Regions from separate parts of the Oryzias latipes genome. Here region 1 is linked to region 2. The links are chromatin contacts, called in public Hi-C maps. All regions are on one chromosome and are shown on one strand. Each heading gives the region's core, a stretch centred on a gene start, on an enhancer-like site or on the middle of the called end of the contact. The rest is flanking DNA. Distances are from core to core; before and after follow the strand shown. Region 1 overlaps fbrsl1 (fibrosin-1-like protein). Region 2 overlaps fbrsl1 (fibrosin-1-like protein).

Region 1 (3,771 bases), core at 454-2,953, 99 kb before region 2:
TTCACACCTAGGGAAAATTTAGAGTCACCATTCAACCTATGAAGCATGACATTGGACGGTAGGAAAAGGCTAGAGTGCCCAAAGAAAACCCATTCATGCATGGGGGAACATGCAAACTCCACATAGAAAGGTCCCAACTAGGCTACGAACCGGGGCTTTCTCACTGTGAGGCGACAGCGGTAACCACTAAATCATAATGCAAGCCTTGATAGCTTCTCTTTTGGTGAAAAATGGTTAAGGCTTCAAAAAATAGCTAAAGTATTGTGGTATATATGACAACAAAAACACCAACTTCCTTAGTCACACAAAGCAAAAAAAAAAAAAAAAAAATCGAGTGATTTCTTTTGACCTTACTAGCTACATTTGAAAGGACTCTCCTATAGGGGGATCTGATCACAGGATCAAATCTATAGAGCCATTTGACCCTTGACCTCCCCAGCTAGTGCCATGGGAAGCCAGCTGATTACCCAGGGTGAGCCTGGGAGCTCTGGATTAGTAAAGTATTGATCTCCGCGAAGATGTGGGGTCCTTTGGGAATGAGAAGGAGAGAAAAAGCTCTGCCTGGCAGAAATATTATCGACCAGCAGGCCTAGACAGGATCTCACGCAAACCCATATTTGAGCTTGGGACCTCAGAGTTGGCTGTTCAAACAGAGGCTTCAGCAAAAGCCCCTTTCACTGAGGTCTACTGAGAGAGGACAGAGAATGAGAGTGAAAGAGGGTTGAAAATGACGGGCTTAAGAAGCTTTTTGCATTAGCCAGACAAACACAGGCCCCTGGTTCAGAGCTGACACACTTAAAGGAACACTCAACGAGGGCCACGTAAATCAAAACAGGGTGAGGAAAGATAAAGTCCTAAACCGAGGCCAAACTAAGCAGATTTTAACGTTACCCAGAATGCATGTTAACAGCACTGAGACCTGGCACAGCTCTACTGCACTTCCATGAAGTATGCGGTGAGGTCAAGGAGTAGGCGGGGGAGCAGGGGTGCAGTGCAGAAAAAGATTGATGGTGATAACAGCGTGGATAAACTTCAAAAGTACTCCCAGTTCTTGGTTAAATTAAATGACCTCTCGGAATCTACAAACCTTTGCATTTAGAAAGAAACCTAAGAGAGCAACAGAGCTGGCTCTGGTGCTTGTGTGATCCTTGGAGTCTTTTGGCAAGGGAAAAACAGACATTAAAGGCAGATATATGAGAGAGAAGGGATCATTTATGCAACTCAGAGAAAATAAGAAAACTGCCAGAAACCTGAGGGGACACGAAATACACAACTGTGCTATGAATGTAGTCATGGAAGAAAAATGGGTACTAGCATGAGACAAGAGGGTTGTTTCTTTTCCTGCATTCTGTCTTTTATAAGGCCGCTCTGCTCCGTTTAGTCTCTGCTGGTTGTGCGACTGTAGCTGGTGTGCAGTCTTGTTCCCCAGAGTTTTGTCAGCGGACACACAAAAAACGTGCACAATCCCAGGCACATTGCTGTGTTTTGACAGGGCCTCAGGCCCAGTGCCGCTGAGCTGCAGCAGCAGACACTGGGCATTGGAAATTTAAGTCGGGGGCATAGGAGAAATTAGGCGAGGAGGCAAGGAAATGGGATGTTGACTTGAACTGGCCCCGAGGGCAGCTGAGAGTCTCCCTGTGCAGCTCCGCTGGCTGCCTGACAGTTTGATGGAGCGAATGGAGGCTTCCCCGCGGCCCAAGCCGCCGTCTCTAACACTGATGTAGCTCAGTGAGAAACAGATTGAGCCTCCAGGCGTTGCTCTGTACTGCTACTCCCCTTGTCTCTCCGCTCTTCTCACTCTGCTGCTACTGCTAACTCTCGCGCCACACTAATCCAGTCAAGCCGGCGCGTAGAGACACACAAGGAAACATACACAGCAAATGCTTATAATTTTTCATGCAAAATGACACAGTGTATGCACACATAAAGACATTTGCATACAAAGAGATAATAGCAACACCCACAGAGAGCCTGGTTCCCTCCTTTTCTTTTCTCTCTATGACAGTAATGTGAAGAGCACTACAGATGCTGTTTACTAAGCTCTGGCTGACACACAGGGGGAAGAAGAAGAAGAAGAAGTAGAGGGAGGTGGGATAGAGGAAGAGGCAGAAGGAGTGGAGTCAGGGGGCTGGCAGGGCACCGCCATAATGAAAAGAGTCTGGCGACAGCCCACTGTGTGCTGGTCATGAGAAGCATGTGCTGCCAGGGGGCTCTACCGCTAATTTCAGGGGGCAGCCAAACGTTTCACGCTAGACTTGTCATCAGGCCAGAGGGGGCTTTCATGTGGGGTGACAGCGATTGCAAGAGGGTGGGTAAAGACTTTTGGAGAGGAGGAGCAGAGTGTAAAGGCCTCAGCTCCCTTCGTCCATGCCTGTTACTCCTATTCCCCTTTCTGCAATGATCAAATGTTATTGTGGGCACTCTCAGACGAGTGTCCTGTTGCAGCGACTCCAATTGGATTTAACCTCTTTATTCGTTTTGGTCTCTCCTGGGGTAGCCAAAGGCGGAACACACAATCCTCAAGGGGCTGCTGTATCAACAAAAGCAAGGCTACTTTTAAGTTTATGCTAGTGTAGATGACATCTTTGCTTTTACAACTATGCAATAACGTTTAGAAAATATAAGCATCCACTCCCTTTAGTTTGACGCTTGGATTTGTTTGTTTCCCATTATAATTAGGCGTCGTGTCAATGCGAACCGAGTCATAGAACAGCAGCGATTTTGCTGTAGCCAAGATCCAAAAATCTTTCGTTTTCTATAACACACCTACAGTACATGCTTTTTCCATCAGCACTTTTTTTTGTCTGCTCTAGATTCACAACGATTGGAATAAAGAAATACTCTGAGGTGTAATTTTGAGCTTAATTTTCTTTATAAATGTTTTACATAGTGAAAAAATGCCACAAGAACAAGTTAAGAAAATCATTTATATCAAAGTGGGTCTTTAATTAACTGGTATAACGCTATACACAGAAAGAAAGAAGGTACAATAGGAGCTGACTTGTTAGCTAATGTTAGCTTGGTAGGAATTGCCTTCATTCTTAAATTTAATATTCAACAAAAATTGGCTAAACCATCAGTACTAACCATTAATACATGTAAAAAAGTCTTGAATTTGTTAAGCTGACAGGTCGGAAAGAGGGATTTAATTCATGTCACCAAGGTCAAAGATCATGAAAAAACATAGGGGAGGCAGTACAGATTGTCAAGTCAGCTTGTACACCAGGGATGTAATAAAATAGGAGTGGAAGGGAGGTTAAAGAGCACGAGCTACTGAGGAACTGATCCAAACAACTAGTAGTCCCTCCCTGATTACAAAAAAAAGGCTGGGTCTGGTTTTAGAGCCAAGCAGGAGAGAAGCAAGGGTGAAATGTGCAAGATGGAGTCTATTATGAAAGCTGGCTGAAAAGTGTATGGAACAAGCCGTCACTCGAGAGGACAGGAATGAAGGGGAAAGGAATAACAGAGAGAGAGCAGTAAAAGGAGGAGGAGAGGGGAAGAAAGATGGCAGCCACACTGCACACTTCAGGCGGTGAATAATTTAAAGGAGCACTGGGGAGACCAGACGAAGATGAACACAAAACACTGGCAGTGTTTGACCTAGAGCTGCAGCTACATCAGTGCACATCACAGAGCGAGAAGCTTTCTCTTTTTTCTTCTACCTCCTCCTTTCTGTTTTGCTCTTCATCTGCCTCCCTCTGTGTCGGGGAGGAAACAGCTGTACACTTCTCTTGTTCCACCTCACATTCTATGAAACTCAACAGAGTGGCT
Region 2 (4,028 bases), core at 443-2,942:
TCGAAGTCCGAGCCCCTGATTGGTCAAAGTCCTACCAGGTTAAACTTTCAGTGTGCATTGAATGGCCATACGTTTTGTATGTATAGCCTGAAAACAGTTGTAGAAACTGGTGTAGCAACACGTGAACCTGAGGGTTTTGAACAGGGAAGCCTGAAACGTGTATATATGTGCTTTTTTTAAATTTTTCATTGGAAGTAGTCACCTGAACAAAGCTTTGCACTGCTCCAAATAAACCTATAATACTACATCCATTTTATTGTCCTTCTCTTGGGTCAAATGGCGTTCCTGGAACTACGTTCAGTGTTCTTCTTATACTATAAATAGAAAGGTTGAACAAAGAACCTAAAAGAAGTTGGTTTATACAATAAAAAAAGTAGCTTATGATATAACAGTGGTGAAACATAGGATGACAGTCTTAAGAAAGGATAAATGATACCTACAAGATGAGGGGAAAAAAGCTCACCCAAGCTTCCAGAGGCCTCTACAGCCTTACAGCTGCTGATCAAGTGTTGCAGCACTGACTATGATAAGCCATCAGTAACCAGTGAAAACAAGTCAGGCATTAAAAATGTCTCAAAGCATATATAAACATACTTTTTTGTTTGCCTCCGACAATCAACACAGAACCTCCCTCATAAATAGTGACAGTTGTACAAAAAAGCCCTGATCCCGTCATATTTTGCAGCTGCGACTGGGGATTGCTGTGCTTATTGACCGTTTATTTTTGGCATATAACATACTTTTCACTCCATGCTTTGCTTCAAAAAAAAAGAAGCAAAAAAAAAAAACCAGTCACTAAGCATTTGTTCTACCAGGCTCTATCTCTTTATCCCCCGCTATGCTTTTTGATGCTGGAGAGGCTTTGTGTTATCTTGACTGCTGTTCCATTTGCATTACGACCATAATTATCCACATGTATCTGATAAGCACTATAATCAGCTTTATCTGGGTGACAGGCTATACCCCCCCCCCCCTTCTCTCTTGTGATTTAACATGTTTAACAAGAAAAGCAACTTCTACCCCACACTGTGCAAAAAAAGAGAAAAAAATACTCTTAGATTTTCACAAAAAGCACAGAACACAAATTTAAAAGCAGCTAAAAGTGTAAAACTGTGATGTTGGTAGAAGTTTCTAAGGGAAAGGAACTTTGCTAGTGCAATGGAAAGGACAGCATTTTTTGCATGGACAAAAGCCAACATACAAGCGCAGTTTGAGACAAAATGAAAACACCTGCTGGTGTTCTTTTAGTAATTCAATAGCAAATGCAAGCCATGGGGACTTTTCTTTTGAATGAAAAGCAGACTCCCTAAAGGTTCAGTCTCCAAAATAACAGATCAGACCTTTGCATTAGTTGAAATGCCAGACAAAAAGAGAAATTGAAAGAGCAGAACATCAGCTGTCCTGAAATATTTCATTTCCGTCTTCAGCTAATACAGCAAATGCTGGGAGCTGTGCATGTGCACATTTATTTGCATGGAACACACAGATGCACCCCGTATATCGGCATGCAAATATGCAAATGAAGCACAACTGCTTGCACAGGGTTCTTGAAAACCACATACATCAAAGGCATGAAGACACATGCGGCCAATACGCCAAACCAGGCATCTGGAAAATATCTAAGCCAGTGTCAGAGCTGCATAAGGGCAGCTGCAGTCCAACTGTGAAGGCATGTCAGGGAGACTGAAGAACAGCAAGGAGCCAGAAGGATGAGGTGAGAGGTGTAGTGAGCACAGCACCATGTTGAAAGAAATCAGCGCTACCTGGGGAGCAAGAGCTGGTACATTGTGTCCTACCACTTAGCCCTCACGCTGTTATTTTTGATGCATTATTGCCTCTGGCAGTTGCTTTTTAAGGGCGTTGTGTAAACTGTGCAATTAAATATTAAATGCTCCAGTGAATTAACCACATTTCTAAATGTTCAGACATTATTAGACAGGTTATATTTGTTCTTTTGAGTATTTTAACGAGCTAGTGAGGGTGGAGGGCTGCTGTTCAATAGAATGAAATGGTTGTCCAACCAGTTTAACTGTGGATGGGAAATAGAGGAAAAGCTGTTTTTTATAAGTCCAAGCACACTTTGAACCCAGAATTTATTGAAGATGATGTAGTCCTTTCTTTGGTCTTCTCACAAGCAGATCTCTGAGCGTAGAAAAACAACAACAGCTGGCTTCCACAACAAGAGGACGTGGATACAGGCTGTCTATACTGGGCATGTAGGTGGCCCCCAACAAAATTTTAGATCGTAGACAACCCGGTGAGCTCAGAAGACGAAAATGTTCAGGCACATTTTTTGCTACAGGCGTGCTGCAGGTATTAATGAACACTTATACATCACAAGGCTGAAGTAGGTGAGACTCAGGCGCACAGTTTTTCCTTTTCATTGCACAGTGCACAAGGGGCCCGTTAGTGATATTCAGGTCGTAGTTTGTGTGGGCATCCTATGGACTTCTTACATATCACGTGCACACCCCATGCATGGAGCATTTGCACGAGGTCAGTAAAGAGCCAGTACATGGATCTTACTAATGAACGGAGGGCTGCAAAAAGGTCACCGTAAGACAGCATCCCCTCTACGTCATAAATGTGTATAACTTATCCTTACAAATACTTTTACGATACACTTACTGCATGCACGACAATGGTACATTGTGGTGGCCGTACGAGCCTTAAGGGAACTGCAAGACACACCTGTGCTCCCTTTAAGATGCGCCTGGACCTCTCTACGATCCTTAACGATCCCGGATAACCAGAAAATCTGCATGTGACTAAGGCTTTTAGATAGTTACCTTGGGGAAAAAAAGAACCTTAACATTGCTTCTGAAATTGCCCGTTTTGAAGCCTGTGAAAGCACAAGACTGACATGAAATAACACAATGTGGATTCAAATGTTATTATAACCCATGAGAAAAAAACATTATGGCATGTAGTTCGGGTACAAAGAGCTGGAGCATGGTCATTGGACATAGGAGCCCATTGGCACAGTTGGGTGCTGGTTAGGCCTGTCTTTTGAAAAGACAGATGTCTTGGGGGCGTCCAAAGTATCAAGGGGGATTTTGGTACATGGCAGCATGTGACAAGGTCGTCTCTCCATTTGCTTGCCAGTGGAATGGCAAAGGTCTGCTGCAAAGAGTGGCTGTAGCTCTGTGACTGCCTGACAACCTCCCATGGTCCTGCAAGGAATAGAAGCCCTCCATCTTGTGTCACTGAGGGAACGTCTAGGACTGAAGTGATGCAGAGCAAAGTGCCCTCTCCTCCTTTGCAGTGTCTCTCCCTGCATCCCGGAAGCATCCATCACATTGTTCCCCAGTGGGGCGTGAGTAACAGATCGACTTTCCACCAGAGCACTAATCAATCCAACTCTCACTGCTGCTCTCTGGGAACATTTATGGTCAGACATAAACCGGGCCTTTGGGGCATCAAGGCACCCAGTAATCTTGCTAAGTGAGCAATATTTCCCATCTCTGGGGCAGCAGTTAAACACGGTTGGACCATAAATAGCCCAGTTAATCTGTGACCATGACTTCTTGACCAGTCCTTTACAGCCACAACCCCACTGGAACCAGGTTGAGCTACATATTGGACAAGACAATAGGATGATATAACCATCTGTATTGAATCTGTTCGATCAACACTTCTCCCTTGATTCCTCCGTTTGTCTACTCAAAAAGAATGAGCTGCAGTAATGGAGCAACAATCCATTAATGTGATACCGCAATCACTTTGAAGTAACGATGTCCTTGCTATTTTTAGCCTCCAAGTTTATAAACCAAGAGAAAAATCCTGTTTGTCCGAAAACCCTCCAATGACTCCTAACAGTGCATAGAGTTCACGAGCAGGGACCAACCAAATAATGCTGTAAAGAAAGGGGAAAAAGCCTTCTGATTATCTCCAACTGTCTTTGAGCAAGCAGATTTTCTGAGAGGATAAGGCTAGTGACCACAAAATTCAATGTCCATTTTAAAAATAAACCACAAAGAGGAAAATACTCGAGCCAAGAATCTGGATATAATCTTTCAGTGATCATG

Evidence for each region. Hi-C and Micro-C count contacts between places; a contact is called where the count stands out from the background.
Region 1: a contact with region 2 is called in a Hi-C map of embryo, with 2.3 times the contacts expected there. The contact joins two enhancer-like sites. A contact is called at or near these places in 2 of 5 Hi-C or Micro-C datasets (both in embryo).

The regions. Positions count from the first base shown.
Region 1 is chr9:22,982,728-22,986,498 of ASM223467v1, reverse strand. All of the region lies in intron 5 of fbrsl1 (fibrosin-1-like protein), which reads right to left. Among protein-coding and RNA genes, the nearest start is that of chfr, 140 kb to the left of the region's middle. Within about 2 kb of position 1,703, at least 4 of the 8 cell types and tissues checked have an H3K27ac peak or open chromatin away from gene starts, as enhancers often do. A contact at or near this core is called in embryo, where this site is marked.
Region 2 is chr9:22,883,550-22,887,577 of ASM223467v1, reverse strand. The region is part of intron 2 of fbrsl1 (fibrosin-1-like protein); the gene reads right to left. Among protein-coding and RNA genes, the nearest start is that of fbrsl1, 140 kb to the right of the region's middle. Within about 2 kb of position 1,692, at least 3 of the 8 cell types and tissues checked have an H3K27ac peak or open chromatin away from gene starts, as enhancers often do. A contact at or near this core is called in embryo, where this site is marked.